Linked DNA regions of Sus scrofa: regions 2 and 3 are each linked to region 1. A link is a contact called in public Hi-C and HiChIP or PLAC-seq data. All regions are on one chromosome and are shown on one strand. Each heading gives the region's core, a stretch centred on a gene start, on an enhancer-like site or on the middle of the called end of the contact. The rest is flanking DNA. Distances are from core to core; before and after follow the strand shown.

The links. A called contact is a pair of places that touch in the nucleus more often than the background predicts. HiChIP or PLAC-seq counts read pairs in DNA pulled down with a chosen protein or histone mark.
Region 2: an H3K27ac HiChIP or PLAC-seq map of skeletal muscle shows a contact between it and region 1. The contact joins two enhancer-like sites. A contact is called at or near these places in 1 of 47 Hi-C or Micro-C datasets (skeletal muscle) and 1 of 2 datasets of contacts at active chromatin or transcription factors (skeletal muscle).
Region 3: a contact with region 1 is called in a Hi-C map of skeletal muscle, with 3 times the contacts expected there. The contact joins two enhancer-like sites. A contact is called at or near these places in 1 of 47 Hi-C or Micro-C datasets (skeletal muscle) and 1 of 2 datasets of contacts at active chromatin or transcription factors (skeletal muscle).

Annotation. Positions count from the first base shown.
Region 1 is chr1:248,064,384-248,067,083 of Sscrofa11.1, forward strand. All of the region lies in intron 1 of ZNF462 (zinc finger protein 462), which reads left to right. Among named protein-coding and RNA genes, the nearest start is that of ZNF462, 37 kb to the left of the region's middle. Within about 2 kb of position 1,423, at least 27 of the 83 cell types and tissues checked have an H3K27ac peak or open chromatin away from gene starts, as enhancers often do. A contact at or near this core is called in skeletal muscle, where this site is marked.
Region 2 is chr1:247,919,531-247,922,230 of Sscrofa11.1, forward strand. No RefSeq gene overlaps it. Among named protein-coding and RNA genes, the nearest start is that of ZNF462, 110 kb to the right of the region's middle. Within about 2 kb of position 1,356, at least 6 of the 83 cell types and tissues checked have an H3K27ac peak or open chromatin away from gene starts, as enhancers often do. A contact at or near this core is called in skeletal muscle, where this site is marked.
Region 3 is chr1:248,233,174-248,235,873 of Sscrofa11.1, forward strand. No RefSeq gene overlaps it. Among named protein-coding and RNA genes, the nearest start is that of ZNF462, 210 kb to the left of the region's middle. Within about 2 kb of position 1,303, at least 3 of the 83 cell types and tissues checked have an H3K27ac peak or open chromatin away from gene starts, as enhancers often do. A contact at or near this core is called in skeletal muscle, where this site is marked.

The sequences.
Region 1 (2,700 bases), core at 173-2,672:
ATTGACATTCCTTGCTTCTGCTTTTGAAGTTAAGATGGTCACGAGAGAGAAAAATATTTTCGGTTCCAAGCCTAAGAAAAGGACATTCCTTTCCGTCTTGGCACTCTTGTTTTCATGGTGTTGATTTCTCTGAGAATCATCTTCAGTCTCATTAATATATCACATCTGAAAATGAAATCCCTTGTGTAAGTTCTTTTCCTCGCCACGCCCTTGATTATAGGGAAGGTGATGTTTTCGTACACAAATCTGAAGTGGCTTAGGATGTATTTTCATGGCTTTTTTTTTTTTTTTGCCCTGGATGAGTTCCCATTGTTGATCAAGCACTTCAGGAGAGTTTTCCAGAGCCCTGACAGACTCACCCATGCATTCTGTTCTGTTAAACAAGGAAAAAATGGAGATTAAAAAAAAAAAAAAAAGTTAAGTTTTCACCTTGCTGTAGAGAAGGAAATCTCAGAGGCATCATTTTCCTTTCAGGAAGATTGGGGTTTGTAGGTTAAATTCCACATTATACAAATTCCCTGATGACGAGGAAGCTATGCGATCAACAATCTTTCTTCAAAATGTGTTTCTCTGTTGAGAGAGGAGGGGATTCCACTTGAGGCTGTTGATTAAGACATGAAGATGAGGTCTGAAATTGGTGGTGGCCCAAGGTCATTGGTAGAACGAATGGACCGTTGGAAAATTATTAGCAGCTGGTTTAATAGAGTTGTAATAACTACAGCTGTGTGAGAAAATCTACACACAAGGTATTTGGAATGTCCCCTTGGAGGTCCTTTTCTGTTGTTCTAGAAGAATCCTGGCGTCTATTTAGCAAAAGTGTGATTTGGACAAAAGATTTGTTAGCTTGATACGTGAGTGTGTCATACAGGCTTTATTTGCTGTAGCGTTTAGACCATCTTTGTACTTTTTTTATTAAAAAAACATTCTGGCATTATTAAGCTTCTCACCCGACCCGCACATCCCCACGTCCCACCCTGTAAAAGGCTCACAGTGTTTGAGAATTTTAATGGCTTGTCAAAGGAGTTCTCTTCCTTTTCACCTCACCTTTTTTTTCTCAAAAATTTTAATCATATCAAAGGATTTATGGGGTTTAATTTGCCAGACTCTGAGGCAGTGAAGAAAAAGACAACTGAAGAAGTGCTGTACTTTCTAAAACACCCCTTTTCTTCAACATAGGCTTCTGGTTTTACATAACTTAATAGAGGAATAATTTGCTTCGATTTGGCCTTCCTATCTGGCTGCAGGTGCGCAGGTGTGAGCACACACACCACCCACATGTACGTGTGTGTATGTTTATGTGAGTGTATGTATTATGCACACATAAAAATTTGGTCTGCAAAGCAGTATGCCTGTTTCCTCCATGTGTCATCTGTGCCTTGCTCACCCAGGGACTTGACATGGAAGAGAAATGCAGAGAGCATTCCACCCGTTCATGAATTCCACAGTCATGAGTCACCCTGGCCCCAGGCTTCTTGCCATTTTGCCTCATCCTATTCCTGCTCTCAAAGTCAGAGGTCTCGATCTCCTGTTCCTAACTCTGGAACTGGAGAAAAAGGTAGGAGATGAGATGACAAAGCTAACCTAAAGCCAGAGTCCGCTTATCTCAGAGCAGACTTCCAAAATACACTACCAAGGCACAAAAGCGTGCAAGTCAAGTTGAGATAAATCTCTGCCTTTCACTGATTTGCAAAACTTTTTTAGACCAAGGGCTTTCAGTATACATTATGTAAATTTGTTCTCTATCACAACTCCCTGGAGCAGAAATGCTCTCTCTGACCCACAGAGATCAGGTGACTTCCCCAAAGTCCCAGCTGGTTGAAAGCCAGGACAAAGTCCCAAACCTTGTCTTCTGACCAGCCCTTTCCAGGACACCATGGATGACTCACCCATGAATGACAAATGCATTGTAGGCTTTTAAAGGAAGTTGAGGATATTCGGGCAATGTCCTCTAACCTTGTGAGGATGTATCATTGTGGAAGGAAACCACTATGTTCTTCATGGAATAATCCCTCTCAGAGCCACTGGCCCAGATGGCTTGCTATGGCTTATGGAGAATGGATTTTAGTGATGATTAAAGACGTGGTTAAGATTTGGTAAGAAAACAGATGTCTCCTAAAATAGTCAACAGTCCTGTCATGCTAGTTTCCCTTTGCCTCTGCTTCACTTAGAAGGCACGGACTCCAGCTTACCCCCCAGCTAATGTGTGCTGATGGGAGAGGGGAAGAGGAAATACAAATGGTACTCCAGGGAAACCAGGCACTGTATTCTCTAAGGGCCAGATGACCTATTCTCTCATGTCATCTTCACCATTATTGTTCCGTGGATCCCATTTCATTGTTGTTCCTAATTAGCAGATGAGACAGTGGAGGCTCAGACAGGTTAAGTAACTGGCATGTGGTCACATCTGTGTTAGGTGTTCATACAGGGATGTGAATGCCTGTCAGGGAGCTGGCTTTCCATTGTGCAATGCTGCCTACACACCTCTCTGGGATGGTCCAGAAACATGATACTGGCATTTCTGGAGGACAGAGAAGTCCATGAAAACAGTAGCTAAGAATTATTGGCCACAGACTACGTGCCCGAAGGATCTTTGTATATTACCTCATTTAATCCTTACTGTAATCTTATGAAATAGTACTACCAGTTTGGTTTTTTAACCACTTTTTACAGGTGAGGAAATGGAGGCATAGAGAGGTTATG
Region 2 (2,700 bases), core at 106-2,605, 140 kb before region 1:
AGTGTAGATCCAGTTCTACCAAAATGTTGCTGTGCAGTCAAGAGTGAGTGACATCGCCATTCTGGGCCTCTTCTTCCTGTCTGTAACAAGGAGGAACTTGGTCCAGATTATCTCGGATAACTGTGTTTCCATCATCTTGACTTTCCATCCATCAGGATTTCTCAATCTTGGCGTGACTGACACTTTGAGCCAGATAATTTTTTTGTCGCGCTAAGGAGGGGTGACTGGTCTGAGCATTGGAGGGTGTTTAGCAGCATCCTTGGCTTCTACTACCCAAGGTGTGAGAACTAAAAATGTTTTTAGACATTGCCAAATGTCCCCTGTGGGTCAAAAATCATCCTTCCCAGTTAAGAACTACTTGCTATATATCTATCTATATAGATAGATAGATAGATAGATAGATAGATAGATAGATAGATAGATAGATACACACACACATATATAAGGGTTTCAGGCATTGGGTACTTGTTAAAGTGCTGAATTCAATGGCTTTTAATGTCCCTTCCAGTCATAAAATTCCAAAGGCCAATGATGCTGTGACTGATTGAATTTAAACCCACTTATAAGCCACATATTTGAGATACGCCCTCGTCATCTCTCATGTCTCTTACACCTGCTGGATTCCATGGAAAAGAATGACTCAGTTTTCTACATCTTTGCTAGAGGTGACAGGGGATGTATCCCAACCACAGGCTTGGGGTCCATCTGACCCAGTCACCAGGCAGGTATCCTTGGGCAAATTCCATACATCAAATACAGATGACATCTTGGATGACATCTCAGAGCAATTTGGAGAGAAGTAGGAGGAGGAGGAGGAAGAACTCTAAATGGGAAGATTCTGCTTTCCTTTTTCCTACAGGAACCTGATTACCACTTGCTCATTTCTGAGCCAGAGCCTGGGGTATGAATCAGGTTGGCTTTTGATTCAGGTCTTTCCAGCCAGAAGTAAGAAGCAGCTCTGAAGAAAAGGAGTGGACAGATGATCCAGTTAGCAGTCAGAGGAATGCTAGGGACCAAGAGAGAGCTTTGGTTCCAGCTGAAAATGTCAGCAGAGTGCTGGGAGAAAGGAATCTGTTTAGCAGGTGTGTTTGGAATCTGGCAGAGAGCTCTGGGCCAGGTCCAGGACCACTGAGCCGTTCTGAATGCCTTCTATGTTGACTCCCTGGGACTGAGACCCAGGATTTAAAGGGGAGAACGTCTAGGGTAAACACACAGTGGCCAGACAGTGGCTAGAATTTTTCCTCAGGCCTTCTGTGTCTCTTGCAGAACACCAAGGAGCCAGCAACAGGAGTGTAGCCCGAGTCCGCGGCCCTCGCCCACCCTCCTCTCCATCACCTGATCCAAGAGGAGCTCCGAAAATAGCTCAGAATCTGGGCCTGCCTGGGAGAGACATAAAGATCCATTTACATGGGAAGGTGACTGCTCTGAATACCCACAGCAGACCAATCTATGCTAATGGCTCCGTCTCCCTCCAATCTGGGATTTCTATAACTGGCTCCTACACTCTGTCGTTGCCAGCAGAAATGCCTGAATTATCTTAATTCCAGAATGTAAATTATTCCAATTTTGAGGCCATCATTTTAAAGCTGTCAAAGTCAATATTTTTAACAAGGCTAGAAAAAAAAATACAACTGGAAAATGTCTAAACAAGTTGTGCTTGAGGTCTCGAGACAACTTCTGGCAAAATCTGTGCTGAGATGGAGAAACACCCCACACTGATTCCACGATGAGGGAAAAACATCACTTCATCACCAATTTGTCAGCAGGAGAACCACTGAGACCATCTCCTTGCATTGATCATTTTCAATCTGTTACTTTCTACTTGCAGGTTAATCATTTACCTTTCGGTCCTATGATTTTTTAAAAAAATTAATTCCTAAAGGAATAACACGTAACACTTGGTCCTGAAGAGAAATGAAAAAATCCTGCCCTAACCTCCCCTCTTCCAAAGTTTCCACTTCATTTCTGTTTTAATTCACATCCTCCATTATTCTCTGAGAGCGTGTGCCAGGCACAGCCCTGGGGATGCTGGGATAAGTGAGAAATTCCTCAAGGTGAGGGAAGAAGCTTTCAAACGGAGTACCCTGCTCTTGGTCAGGAAAGAAAAGGCAACTCCTTTATATGTGTGCATCCGTTTCCATCAAGGTGAATCATCACTCCTGCCTGATTAACCCTCCCAGACAGAAAACGGGCATTGAAGGAAATGAGCAGGTGAGGAGTGGAGTATGCAAAGCAGAATCACAGTCATGGTTCACCTTTGGGGCAGAGGCGATTCATGAGCACCTGGGAAGCTAGCCAGGTTTCAGGAATATGATTTTGTCCAGCCAGGCATCTCCACTCACCACTGCCCCGGATGGACGCCAGACTCGGGGTGGTCCTCATGGGGTAGTGCTCTTAGGGGCCCATCTCCTGTTCAGGGGCTGGAAAACACCCCATTCCTGCAGCTCTGAAGCAGGATTAATTGATTGGTCTCGTATGAACCTAAAAGCTGTTAAGAGCAAGGAGGATGAAAAGCCATTTAAATTGCTTTATTACCATTTTCTAGTAAAGTACCAGTTTAGTTCTCAGCCCTACTGTGAAGCAGCGGGTTTCCAGATATTGACTGTGCTGGCATGTGCTTCTAGAAGAGAGGAAATGCCTGGGTCTGAAAAGCAGAAACATCTGCTCAGATCTCCAGCGGGCCTGCTGCTGGAGCCATCG
Region 3 (2,700 bases), core at 53-2,552, 170 kb after region 1:
ATTTACAACGTTGTGCCAATTTCTGCTGTACAGCAAAGTGACCCAGTCACACACATATATATATACATTCCCTTTCTTATATCATCTTCCATCATGGTCTTTCCCAGGAGACTGGATATAGTTCCCTGTGCTGTACAGCAGGACCTCATTGATTATCCATTCTAAATGGAATAGTTTGCATCTATTAACCCCAAACTCCTAGTCCATCCTTTTTTAAAAATGTGTCCCTTTTTTTTTTTTTTTTTTTTTTTTGTCTTTTTAGGGCTGCACCTGCGGCATATGGAGGTTCCCAGGCTAGGGGTCAAATCGGAGCTATAGCTGCTGGCCTACACCACAGCCTCAGCAACGCCAGATCCGAGCCGTGTCTGCAACCTACACCACAGCTCATGGCAACACCAGATCCTTAACCCACTGAGAGGCCAGGGATCAAACCTTCGTCCTCATGGATGCTAGTCAGAGTCACTTCTGCTGAGCCACGATAGGAACCCCACATGTCCCTTCTTCAGTACCTCCTGGCCCTCTCAAACAGGGACCCCTAACATTCACTCAGCCCTCTTAACATTTCCCACCCAGGTCTTTCAGCCTGTTGTTTATTCCCTCTGCTTGCAACTTGTGTCCTCCATGAAGCATCAGGGTCTGCCTGGCCTCCCTCGGTTCCCACCCAGATGTGGCTTTCTCAGCAAGGTCCTCTCTGGCTGCCCTGTCTGAAGCTGTCACAGCCCCTGTCACTCTTTGCCTCCTTTATCCCACTTTATCTTTCACCTTAGCACTTACTACCATCAAACCAAGCACATACTCTCCCCATGTAGCCTGCTGACAGACTTACCCCATTAGAATGGAGCTACGTGCAGACAGGGCCTTCTGCTTTGTTCACTGCTGGAAACCGGGAACCTAGAAGGATGTGTAACCCACAGGAAGGGCTAAATAAATACTGAATCGATCTATTTGTGCATCTAAGTCATTCACGAACATCCAGCACAGAGCAGGTTCTCAAAAATAAAAGCTTGGATGGATAGATAGAGGAGGTACGTATGCAGATTCTCCTGAGACCTTCCCTTCTGGGGTTTGGGGAAAAATCGCATTTTCTGTGCCGTCTGTACAGGGAGGAGGCAGGCCCTTGCTCCTCTCTCTGGCTTCCCCATAAAACATTGATCTGTGCTGAGATTTCTTTGAGGCGTGAACTCCTGACCCTGCTCCTTCTGGAATGCTGAGCTGCAGGATCTCAGGGAGGAGGCAGGACACAACTGGGGCCTGGGCATCGGCCCCAGACGGGAGCAGCAGATGGCGCCGGGGACAGCTCGGTGAGGAAGGCACGGAATCCTGGCAGGGAAGGGACAAGGTGTGTGCCAGGGCTCCTGGGCAGGCTGGCAGAGGAGGACGGGCTTCTTGTTAAGTTAATTGAGGTAATTTTTGCTGCCACCTTTTGGATGGTAACAAAATTCTTCTTCTACCAGCCACTGATCATATCTCTGACTCCCGCCACGTTCCATTGTACAGAGATGGTGCTCTAAATTTAGCTCCATTTATTGAGCTATTCCTTAAAATTTTGTCACTTAAAAAATAATTATAGGATTTCTCTGACAGACTGTAATACATGGAGTGCACCAAATTACAGGTATAATTTGGAGAGCCAACTGGGATCACCAAATAAAATTGACAGCAGTGGCCTAATTCCAGACTAATCCGAGTGGCGGCTGGAGAGAGTTTATTCCTTAGGCCCCTCTTCTTAATCCGCGTGTTGAGCCAAAAGGTCGAAGGTACCAAAAGAAACTAAAAGAAGTGGACTCTAGGCCAAGGTACTGGCCCTGGGGAAGCCCAGTTTTCCTTTGCTTGGCAGAGCTAGGGAGACCACCCAGGCGCCCAGAAAGTCAGATGGGCTCTCCTTGAGCTCAGGGGAAGTTGGGCTGAGCTGCCCTCTGTCTTTCCAGTTGGCCAAGAGCCTGGCATAGGTGACTTATAGAGGAGAAGGGGTTTTTCCCTTCTCTCTAAAAAAAAAATTCTCTCTCTATATATGTGTGACTGGGTCACTTTGCTGTATAGTAGAAAATTGACAGAACACTGTAAGCCAGCTATAATGGAAAAAATAAAAATCATTTTAAAACATCTTAAAGATAAATTCCCCATCTTAGGAAATTAAAAAAAAAAATTCTTTTGGATTTTCAGTGATTGTAAACTTCGGAAACCAAAGTCAGTCTCCCAAAGGGAAAACGATGCCCAGGAGGAAAAGAACGGGTCCCTCTGGGAAGTGAAGACCCCACTCAGCTGAGCCCTGGTGGACAGAAAAGCCATGAGGAGATGCGTAATGCTGTTTCCGATGCATTGCACAATGGTACTGTGTTCCCACTTCGGTACAGTCCCTGGGGAACCACAGCAAATCAGAGGAATAAGGGTGGTCTATTCAGCCTAAAACCTTCAGTAGATGCTACAGAAGAAGAGCCTAGGATGGGTAGAGAGGCCAGGGGGAGTACTGTCCAGGGAGTGTTTGGGCATAGAGGCAGGGAGCTGGTGAGGAGGATGGCGCCGCCCTGCTGGTGATCAGTGACATCTCCCCTAAATCAGACTTCTCTTCACAGATGGTTCATCACGGCTTTCTCAGAGCTGTAAAGGGCTTTCGGGTCACATATATTTCCCTAGGGTTCTGGGGGGAGTCTAGGATTCAGGGCTGTAACTAACCCTTCCAGGGTTAACTCTGGAGCATCT